Regions from separate parts of the Muntiacus reevesi genome. Here region 2 is linked to region 1. A link is a contact called in public Hi-C data. All regions are on one chromosome and are shown on one strand. Each heading gives the region's core, a stretch centred on a gene start, on an enhancer-like site or on the middle of the called end of the contact. The rest is flanking DNA. Distances are from core to core; before and after follow the strand shown.

Region 1 (5,652 bases), core at 2,133-4,632:
AGAAGACAAATACGTATTTTCCATAAACTTGACCACAATTTGTTTATGCTTACTTTCAAGCATAAATAGATAAAACAAATCTCAGATCCTGCTAATGGGAAATAACTGGATCTTATTGAAGTTTATTATAGAGCTCTTGGCATATACATGTACACACATCTTTTAACTACTCACTGCAGAATACCAAATGTGTTCCTTTACAATCAGTTATTCTCTGAATTTTTAAAATATCCTTTTGTAGCTGAAATTATTCTTTAAAGAAATAAGTCAGTATTTCTATAGCTGTCAATTATATACTATTTTTGAAGAAAAAATAAGTTACTTCAGTTCATTAAAAGTATAAATTATTTATTTATCTTGGATTGGTGTTTCTCAGACGATCTGAATTTTACATTCCTAACACATTTCACATTCCTAAAACATTTCAGTTCCTTCAGGTAAGACAAATTTCTACAAAAGCTTCTCTTTTTATACTTCTATCTTTAAAGAAATTACTTTCTTCAAATTAATACCAAAGTTGCCTAGCAGTATCTGGGTTTTCATTTCAGGAAAGGGCAACCATGAAAAACTCTCACTGTCACAAATAACATGTCCAAAAAAACATTCCTACATGATACCAAAAAAACTCTATTATCTTATCCTCCTGGAAAAGGCAAATATTGAATACAATCTCTATAAATTCTAAAGAAGTTATTCTTAACAATGTATAAGATATACATGTATATAAGAGAAAGAGTAGTAAGTTGAAGGTATTTTAACTGCTTAGAAGAGGACTAAGGAATATAGGAGATTTTGAAATAAAAACTCATACCTCTAAAATTTTTTTCATGAAATGGAAATAAGCATACTGTCCTATAACATTTATGAAGGAAATCAAGAGTGAAATTTGAAGGAAAGTAAGAGTGAAACAATTTACTTGCTTCAAAGACTCAGGAAAGCACTTAGATTTGGCTTGGATTTTTAGAGACTTCTCCTGTGACAATTTTTTGGAAGAAATGGGTGTGTAAACTTACATAGCAATACTCAATTCAAATTCATTAATTAACTCAACATTTAAGTGTTTATGTGCCAGAAACTGCACTAAGCACTGGGGGTAGTCCCTGTTCTCAAGGGCTTAAGAGTTTTCCCTTCTTCCAGTTACTGAGCAACTACTATGAAGCCAGATGTTGTGGATACAACAAACAGGAAACAGAGTTCCTACCTGCATATACTGGAGAAGGAGGGAAATGCCTCAAGAATGAGACACACATCTAACTTAACAAGGACAACGTAGAAGTGTTATATGTGTTGCTTTTGAAAGTGCGGACACTTCCTTCATGGGGGACACAAAGCAGGGAGTGATGGATTCAGGGAGAGAGGGAGGGGAATTTAGGAACTTCAGATACAGCTCAGCTGAGTCCTCAAAGAGGATTACAAGCTCACCTGCTGACCTTGGGGGAAGGGTTCCAGAGAAAGCAACTGGAGCTAAGAAGAGAGGTGTGAACAAGCTGTTGTGTTTGACAGGCCTGGAATATGAATATGAGGGATAAATCACGGAGTCTTCCGTATGCCACATGAAAAGACAGGACTTTACCGGCATATATCAAAGGCCCCTGATGGGTTTTACTCAGAAAACCAGCATTTGTAATCAGGTTTTTCTGGTGTGGTGAGACACTGATTTACATAGGAATGAGAAAAGAATAACACTAATGATGTCACCACATGAAACAACAAAGAAGACTGCCCAGTTAGAAAATTAAACCCCAATCAGGAAAAAAAAATTAAGCCACTTAACTATCCAAGTCCTTCTGGTGAAGTTTTTAATCAACATCTTGAAAAAGTAGAGGAAAGGTTTATATATATATTATGGATTATAACATCTACATATCTATTTTGAGTTTTCTAAAGAGGTCTTCAGCTCTTTACAAATTATGTAAAGACATCTGGAGCTGCTGATTGCTGTACAAAAAGCAGTGAAGCTACTTAGAAGACAAGTCTTTGATACACAGGGAGAACCGTGAGTAACAGAAGGTATTTCTCAAGTAAGGTTTAAAGGTTTCCAAAGTTCAAGATAATCAAGCTCTCTTAAATCAGCGCGTTTAAAAGGTGTGTCACAGGGGTGGAGCAAAAAGAGGAGGGGTTCAGAATTAATACTGTTGTTGCTGTTCAGTCGCTAAGCTGTGTCCTACAATTAATATAAACACGCACACATATATATATAAAGAAGCAACTCCATGTTGTTGGAACCAAAATCACTACTTGAAAATCTCCCAAGCACAGGAAGAAATGAACGCCTACTAAATTCAATGAATACAGACAGACGAGAGGGAGGAGAGGAGGATCACACTTGAAAGTATAAATGGGGTGTATGTGTGGCGGAGGGTGGGGGGGGTGGGGGGGTGGGGGCGGGGGGAGGTTAACCACTTATCCGGAACCCATAATCCAGCCGGTGATGAGGAAATCATCTTCGAATCTCACAATTCAAATATAAAGGCAAGAAAACATCACTTCCGAACTCCACAATCTAGCCACCAGTCACTGGTCAAGGGGATATAAACACATTCGAATCCCAGAACTCCAAGGACAGAAGTACCATCCCCACACTGCTCGAAAGGAGGTGAAGGATTCCCCCTAAACTGACGATGGGAGCAATCACACTTAAACCCAGCCCTAAGGGGGGTCAGTGCCTCCCAGGCCAGGTGTTGCCGAGGCCAGGGACAGTGACAGACAGCCCCGAAGCCCCCACAATCTCCGCCAGAGCCGCCTCTAGTCCTCGCACCCCCCTTCCCCAACACACACCCTCCCCTACCTGATATGGCGGCGGCGGCTCCTGATCCGGCTCCGTCCCCTCGCCAAAGCTGGCCCGGTCGGACTGAGACTCGTGAAGCAGGGAGATGTCATCCGAAGTGGGGGACTTGAGGCAGTTCCCCATCTTCCGGGGCTGGGGTGTGTGATCTGGGGGAGGAAAAAAGCAGTGGCGGGGTCGTTCGCACGCTCCGCGGTCAGCCTCGGTCAGCGAGGTGGGGTCGGGCGGCAGGCCGGGGTTCAGGCGGCAGCGGCTCCCCCGGCCCCCGGCGCCGCCGAAGGGCAGCTCATGCCAGTCCCTGGGGCTGGGGGCTTAAGGCTGGGCCGCGGGTTTCCCGGGGTCGCGGCGGTTGCCTCCTCTGAGGCGGCGGCAGGGGGGGGGGGGGCGGGGAGACGAGGCACTTCCCCACCCCGCCCCCCCGCGGGGCGGCGGCGGCCACGGAGCTGCTGGGCCTAATCCAGGTCAGGAGGGGGGGGCGCGGCCGTCGCGGCTCCCTCAGCTGCTGCCTCAGCTGCTGCTGCTGGCCCCGCCGACGCCGGAGCCGCAGCCGCGGGCCTCATCCTACTCCGCTTCGCAGCGGCGGCGGCGGCCAGAACGAGGCCAGCTGCGGGCCTGCGTCACGCCGCCGTGCGTGCCCTGGTCCCGCCCCCGGCGCTGGGAGGCGTGGGTAGCTCCGGCTGCGCTCCCGGCTCCTTTGCCACCCTCCGCCCCTCCCCCGTTCCCCGCAGCTGTTTCTGGGGCTGCGTCAGTTTCTGCTTCTCTGACTGCCTGGGACGCGATTCCGATACCTCTTTCGGGTCTTCGGTTCCTCCCCACGCCAACTGCTCCCTCTTCGCTTGTCTCAGCTCTTACCTGTGCGTTGTTTTGACAGTCTTCTCACCATCTGCCAAGTAATCTATTTTTAAACCCATATCTGAATGGATCACTCCCATGATTAAAATATTAAAGGGTCTATCCCTTCAGAAGAAAAGTCCAGACTCACCACCTCCCCAATCACTTCCCAATCCTCCTACATCACAGTCGTAAGAATTCTTCTACCTATTATTCTATTTATTTCTATTCTCACCACCATAGTACAAGCTACCGTCATTTCTCTGCTGTAATACTTTGAACTATTTCCCCTGCGTTCACCATTGTCCCCATTCAATTTACTATTTGTACAGTTACCTTTTTAAAATGTAAATCTGATCATGTCATTCCTGTAGGAGGAATTTAAGCGTTTTAAAACATTCATTAAAAACTTCCCAATACTTTTATGACTGAAGTATTACTTCTTAAATGGTTTACAAATCTGGCTACCTCCCCAGTCTCATTTGTGGCCTTGCTTCCTCACATATTCTAAACTCTAGGATGTCTAAAACTAGGATGTCTAGTTTTCAGTTATCTATAAGACTATTCCCTCTAGCTGAGGCCTTTACCCATAATGTTTCTCTGACATAAACTCACTTCTCCCCGCTCCTGACCTTACACCTTCCATCAAACTATATTCCCACTTGTCCTTCCTGGACTCAACTCTGATTCCACTGGGAAGCCTGTCCTCTAACTCTCCAGTCTGGGTTAGTTGCCTCTTCTGTGCTCTCAGTCCCTGAGTCCCTGTGAGTCTCTGGCACAGCCAGATCAAGCTGAATAGTCTGCCCCTCCTCTGTGCAAGGCCTGGCACGTTGCCGGAGGCAGAGTAGGCTTTCTTCTTAACTGAAATAACAAAGAGCTCAAGAGGCAATGTATGTAAAGGGAGGAAATAAGAAAGATGAGGATGTTCTAACATTCATTCAGTAAAGGGAAAAGAGGGTCTTGACTGTCTTTTTTTCATTCTTCATTTACTAATTTTTTTTTTTTTTTCCTACCAGATCCTATATTAGGCACTAAGGATCCTGGCTTATTCTTGATGGACCCCAGAATCCCAGCTAGGAAGATATGTAAACAGTGAGGTCTTCTGCCACCCCCACAACAGGTTTCTAGAGGGCAGAGGAGGGAGTAATTAGAGCATCGGATGAGGATCAGAAAGGTTTCTTGGAAGCAGAACTGTGTTAAAATGGCATGTCCTAAGTGCTGTAACTTTGAAGTCCCTGTTCTGTAAAATCACATATTTTATTTGAATACACTCATCACACATTAAATGTAACCATTTTGCTATTTTTCCTCTTTTCCAAGACTTGCCTTTCTTCCTGTTAATGGCTTACACCTGAATAGGTGTATCTGTAATGCCATGTTTGTTATCAGGATCTTTCACACATCCCCAAAAATCATCGCTTAATTCTCTGGCTTGGACAAATAAAATTATTGGATCATTTGGAAGGAAATTTTCAGGTATTTTCCTCTTTTCTCTTATTGCCATTTTCCTGGTCCCCTCTGAACTGTTGTGACAAATTCTTAATGAAGCCCTTGCCTCTGTACCATCAATACAGTCTCCACACTACTGCCATGAAAAATGTAATCAGAGAGCATTCATAGACTTGCGGTTCAGAAATTTAGCATGACATTAAGGCCTTGAACCATTTGATCCCATCCTGATCTCCGATGTGACTTTTTTTTATTTTAAATTTATTTTTTAGTTGAAGGATAATTGCTTTATAGAATTGTGTTGGTTTCTGCCAAACATCAACATGAATCAGCCATAGGTATATATAAGTCACCTCCCTCTTGAGACTCCCTCCCACCTCCTTCCCCATCCCACCTATATGACTCTTGTCTCCAACCAGGCATCCTATACTCCAGCCACATCACAATACTTACCATGCCCTTAGTTTTCACTATGCTTTTCCACTTCTGATCCCTTGCCATGTTGTTCCCTTTTGTTGAAATCCAACTATCTTTTAAGACTGTCCTGAGATGCTACTTTCTTCATATAGCTATGCTTGATTTCATTT
Region 2 (5,652 bases), core at 2,290-4,789, 250 kb after region 1:
ATGAACACAATCTAATTTTTACACAATTGCCTCTAAATATTTAGTTACATTTAAGGACTTGAACTGGGAAAAATAGGAGACAGACACCTTGGATCTTTGTAAAGCAAATGTACGATTAGGGCCTTTAACATGATCCTGATTGAGAGGCTAACACTAGGAAGAGGGAAAAACCTTTTGTAATTGAGGTAAATAAACATTACTGTAAGAGAAATTTTGCCATATTCCACAGAAAATAATAGCAATGCTGGAAACTGTTTTGAAAGAAAGTTCTTTCTTGAGTTATGATACAACTTCAGAGTCAGGATTATACATACTGAAAACAAGCTTTGAGACTCCTGTTTGTGTGTGTTTCATTATATGTACTAGGACTAAGCCACAATAAGTGGGTGTTAATATCTTGATAAGTATGTTTAATATAAACAAGACTGCAGAGTTGTATTAAAAATGTTTGTCAAAACTTTTGTTTTGCAGTATTAATCTCCTAGTCTTCCTGCTCGTCACAAGTCCTGCAAGATCCTATTCTTACAGGGTTAAGTGGCTCATTCTTTGTGAGATTTATATAATATTTTGAATGTTCAATAGGAAAAATTTCAATATATTAAATTTGTGACATTGCTATCATCACAATACCTGTTAAAAACTACGAGGTGAAAAAAGAAAAAAAATCCTTTCCCCACGTAATATACCTGAAATAACAAGATAAATAATTTAGTGTCTATCTATAAGCTTCCTTAATACTGAAATTTTTGCAAAGTCAGTATATTCTGATTTAAAATATACAGGGTGTATGGACTTCGTCTGTTAGTAGTACATCTACTGTCACTTAAATTTCTAATTCTTGCAATTAAAAACAAAGCACTCTAAAAACCCTCTCCCCAGTGGATTTTCAAAAACAGCTTTAAGTGTTGCATTTCAAACACGAACTGCTCATAAGAATATCATCAGAACTCAGATAAAGCAACTGTTTCAGACTACTTTGCCATTTTTCTGTTTCTAAGCCTTTCAACCAAGTTACATGATAATGTTCAGAGGAAGAAAAAAGTTATCAGGTACAATACTTGGCAGCTGGACATGTTTCATTTGTTGCCTGTAAATCTAATTACTAAAAATTAGAACATACCACGGTAAGACCGCAGAGACAAAAACACTATAAACTGAGCTCTGATTAGAAAATTCAACTTTTTATTCCTCCTCAATCCCGAATGGGTGGACGGTATTATATTAACTGTGAAATGTACATCCTGTGCCCGTGCCCAGGCCACCCATTCCAAACGAGGAAAGGTCGTTTGTCAAACCCTGAAGCATTTGAAGGAAAAATACCCTCGCCAGTAGTCAAGAAAATTAACGTTAAAGTCAATTATTGGAGCAAAGTACGGAAACCACTAATAGCAGTGTATTTACTTCAAATAATAATCATAATAACGTGTTTACAGAACTGTCTAAAAAAAAAAAAAAACCAAAAAACTCGGCGCTGCTACGACTGGTACACAATCCCCACAGTCACAAAAACATTCCAAAAATTAAGACCAAACCTGGAACCCACTTGATATAGAGGATGTTACTGGATTTGACGAGTTTGTTCAAAGTACGTCATTTTGGGGAGTTGGATCCACTTAAAGATATAAAATATGGCAACCAACTAGTTTTAAAAACAGTGAAATTTAGTACCCCTGAAAGCTTGAAAGCTATTATTCTAGAAACCCGGGTCACGTAGGCAACGTTGTTGACCTGTTTCCCCCACCTCTCTGGATACCAACCTGCAGCGCAGTCCTTCCAAATCCATTTTGTGCATTGACGTTTACATTATTTTGCAACAAACTAGTGAGTTGCTCTAGGTCCCCCCTGGCAGCCGCGGACGCCAACTCGTTCCCCCAAGGCTCGGCCATTCTTTAGGGTCCTGACGATCGGGAAAAGATGAATTAGTTGTTTTTCTTTTTCCCCTTTCCTTCGCTCCTAACCAGGCTGCATGATGGCATCGGAGACTGACAGAAGGACTGGGATGGTTAATCTGGAGTAGAGCTTGGTAGTAAATACTAGTAAGATCTGCCTGCCAAAAGCCCGCCCCTCGATTCACACGTGATTATTCAGCAAAACTGAGCCATTGGAGAGGGGCTCCGCTCCTCGCTTTTTAGCTTAACCCCTATGAAGAATTCTGGTGATTAAACTGAGAGATAGACAGACACACATATATTCCTGGTAAATTACTCTGGACGTAAAATGTAGGCAGAGCAGGCACGTACCTACACTACAGATCTCCGGGAGGAATGTATGCGGAGATTTAAGGGACTAGGTTAGGGCAGAAAATACCGTGGAAAAAGAGGCATTGAGGGGAAGAAAAGGTATTAACCCACCCTCGTTCACAGTAGTGACTTGAGCCGCGCGAGCCAGTACCGCAGGGGCAGGTCCTCGGAGGGGCTCGGTCTCCATCCGTCTCGCCGAAGGGGTAGTTTGAGTCCTCCGCTGCAGGGAGAGCGCCTCGGTGGCTGGATGCTGATGTGCTCCGGGGGTTAAAGATGATCGCCAAAATCAGACGAGAGTAGCAGTTCCGTGGCCCCCAAGTTACAGGTCGTAACGACTCCTCCGTGGACTTCGATTGTCCGGATGAGTCTTAATCCGCGTCCAGGCCGAGCTGCGGGCTAACCCCGCGCGGGAGGGCTCCGGAGCCCGCCCGCCGGGCTACCGCAGCCCTGCCGAGCCTGAGAGGCCGTGGGAGCCAGGCTCGGCGCGCGTCTCCGGAGACGGCCGGGCGCGCGGCGGGCCCCCGGCAAGCCGGTCATGCCGGCCCCACCGGGTCCTGGGACGCCCAGCAGCGTGAGGAAGGGGGAGAGAGATGCGGGAAGTGTCTATGGAGCCCCGGCTGCTGAGGCAGCGCGCTGCAGCATCGCGGCTGCACGGGGCAGCCCACCGGTAACTTCCCGCCTACAACCGAGCCAGTTCAGACTTCCTAATGTAGAAGCTCATTGAGCGACCGCCGCTTCTTTTCCTTCCTTTCCCGGTTTTCTGAGGGCTCCAGAGGTCGGGAGGGTCCTAGGAAGTCTCAGGCCAAGCCCCGAGTATTGCGAGTCGCCACAATTCCAGGGCGCAGCCAGTTCCGCCCTCGGCGAGAGCTCAACGGCTTCGGCGCCCTGTGCCACTTCGCCAACCTCTCGCAGTCCCCTGGCCTGTGCCCCCAGCCTGTGCCGCCGATAGGGCAGCGGCCGCCAGCCAGCTGTGCCCAGGAGCCTAGCCGGGTAGCGCCGCTTCCTCCCGAGCCGCAGCGCTCCCAGTGACAGTTTCTTTTGTAGCTGTCCCCCCCAAATCACTGGTCTCTGCTGCCTTCACCCCTACAGACACTTGTGCGTCGTGCCCCTTTCTGGTCTTTTCCTTCCCTCTCTCGCTTCTTTTTTCGCTCAAACAATTGCTGCTTCTGTTGCCGCTGCAGAGACGGTGCCGGTTTCTTCTCCCTTTTTTCCGACCTCATCAGCTTTTTTTGAAAAGAAAAAAATTGAGCGCTTTTTGAGTTGAAAAACCCGCCCCCATTTTAACGGCAGAGTTTTAAGGAGGCTCGGCGGAGTTGCAGCACCGCGGGAGCGGGAAGGCCGGGCGCCGCCCACGCCCCGCCCTCCGCCCTGGTGGCGCTCGAGCTCTCAGCCCGCTTCGCCCCGCCCCCCGCCCCGCGCCCTTTCTCCCGCCTGCCGGCTCTGGGCTTCCCTCGCTGTCTCCTGCGCTGGCTCCCACCCGCCAGCCCAGCGGCCAGGCCGGGGCTGGAGCGGCTTTCGGCCCGGCGAAGCCGGGTTTGGCCTCCTTTGGCTGGCGGGCGGAATGGAGGCTGCGACGTGAAACCCCGAGCTGTCCTGAGGCCGGCGGGGGTGGAGGTGGGGGAAAGAGGCTTGTTAATTAAGGGTGCGGAGAGCCGCAGGGCCTCGGAGGCTCGGCGGCGCTGACTGTTGGAAGGCAGAGAGGAGGCTGGCGCGGAGCTAGTCTTTCCCCGGCCTTGGCGGGGCAGGCCGCCCGCCTCAGCGCTCCCCGGCCAGGCTCTCGAAGTTCGGGAGGCCAGGCCTACTGCTGCCGCTGCCACCTCCGCGGCGCGCTCTGTGCAGACTCGGCCTTCTTTTCTCAGTCCAGCGCTTCGGCCTCGCACCTGCCAGATCAACGCCCAGGGCCGCGGTGGGCCGAGGTGGCCGCGGGGATGGAGGGAGAGACCTGACTGACAGCAAAAAACTGTGCTCAGAAAAAGCAAAAGTCTTTTCTAGACTGATTGTAACGAAAACTAAAGGCATGGTGTAGGTAAGAAATCACGACGAACTCTGAAGCCTTAATGTTCCAGAGACTTGAAACGGAAATTTCCATTTCTTTGGGGAAAGGGAGAAAAGCAATTAACTTTAAAGGAAAAAAAAATTTTTTTTTAAGTAGGTCTTGGGAAGTGTTTTCTAACAAGGCCATTTGTTTTTGTCAAAGTTCTCTCTGACTACTTTCCATGGGACTTGTTTGGGGTGGGGGAGGGGTGTCTAAATGTAAAAGAACAGTGTCTTCCCTAATGTTTATTTCAGTCGTCCGAGGCACCACGTCTCTGTACTTTTACTTCCTTTTTTAGCTGTGTAAGATTAATTACTGCTTTCTATACTTTTTGCTCTTAAAAATATCCAACACGGTTGCATGATGCACCTAGTGGGCAAAATGAAACCAAACAAAAAGTGACAGGTGGTCTAATTTTTACCGGCCTCTAGCAAGCATGTTTTCAAGCAACATCTATACTGAGCTCCTTGAGATACACTGTAAGTATTAGCAACGAAACACACCAACAACATCTGGAGAGTCATTAGCAACAGATTGCCTGGTAGGTAGAGGGAGAGTTCAAACTTTCAACAATCTGGTGGTGTTTCCTTTAACGGACTTGTTGACAGAAAAATAACCAGAGGTATTTTCTTAGGTAACTAAACTTGAAATGTGAATCAAACATGAACTACAACACAAGGAATTAACTCCTCTTGTTTCTTACGTGTATTTAGACATTTCAAATAGAACTTTTAGGATTCCATATAAACCAGTAAATACCATAAATAATGTAATTTACTTCTGATTATTCTGGGAAATTAGTATGTAATCCTTCAGTACAACTGGAGGGTGTGATGATATAGTAGTATTGTTGGCTGATAAAAGATAACTGGCATTAGTCCAACTTATGAGAGTTGCTGTCTAGCATTTATTATGGTTTCTAAGAGAAGACAGTGTAATAAAGAAGATTCTTAAATTGTACTCATGTAAAGTGTAGGTATACATGGGTTATAATTTTCATGAAATAAAATTCTTTTTGCTAAATAACAAGAAATAAAACAGGGTAATTTAAGATGCCTACAGAGCTGGATTAAGACTTTTGGAGATCTTAAGCACTAAAAAGATTTTGATGTCTCACCAATTCACCTAATGTGTAAATAAAAATAATACAAGACCAAAAAATAAATGTGAAGAAGTCCAACAAGGTTCTGAATTGTCCCATCTTGACTACTTTAGTGATTTTGCTGAAATATTAAACAATTTAAGGAATTTTTTTTTTTCACTTTGGCTTTGCTGGTGTCCTAAAGCATATGCTTTGTTTGCTTATCTTATAACCCAGAACTGGCAGCACAGAGGTACAGAAGTTACAATCTTAGTTCATAAAGCATAAGTAAGACT

Evidence for each region. A called contact is a pair of places that touch in the nucleus more often than the background predicts.
Region 2: a contact with region 1 is called in a Hi-C map of blood, with 2.2 times the contacts expected there. The contact joins the promoter of CDKN2C here to the promoter of RNF11 in region 1. A contact is called at or near these places in 2 of 3 Hi-C or Micro-C datasets (blood and muscle).

The regions. Positions count from the first base shown.
Region 1 is chr1:153,851,816-153,857,467 of mMunRee1.1, forward strand. RNF11 (ring finger protein 11) reads right to left here and starts at 3,383. Exons shown (of 3, transcript XM_065913423.1): 1 at 2,789-3,383. The coding sequence starts at 2,911.
Region 2 is chr1:154,101,188-154,106,839 of mMunRee1.1, forward strand. CDKN2C (cyclin dependent kinase inhibitor 2C) reads right to left here and starts at 3,540. Exons shown (of 3, transcript XM_065913424.1): 1 at 2,352-3,540; 2 at 1,758-1,897. The coding sequence starts at 1,886.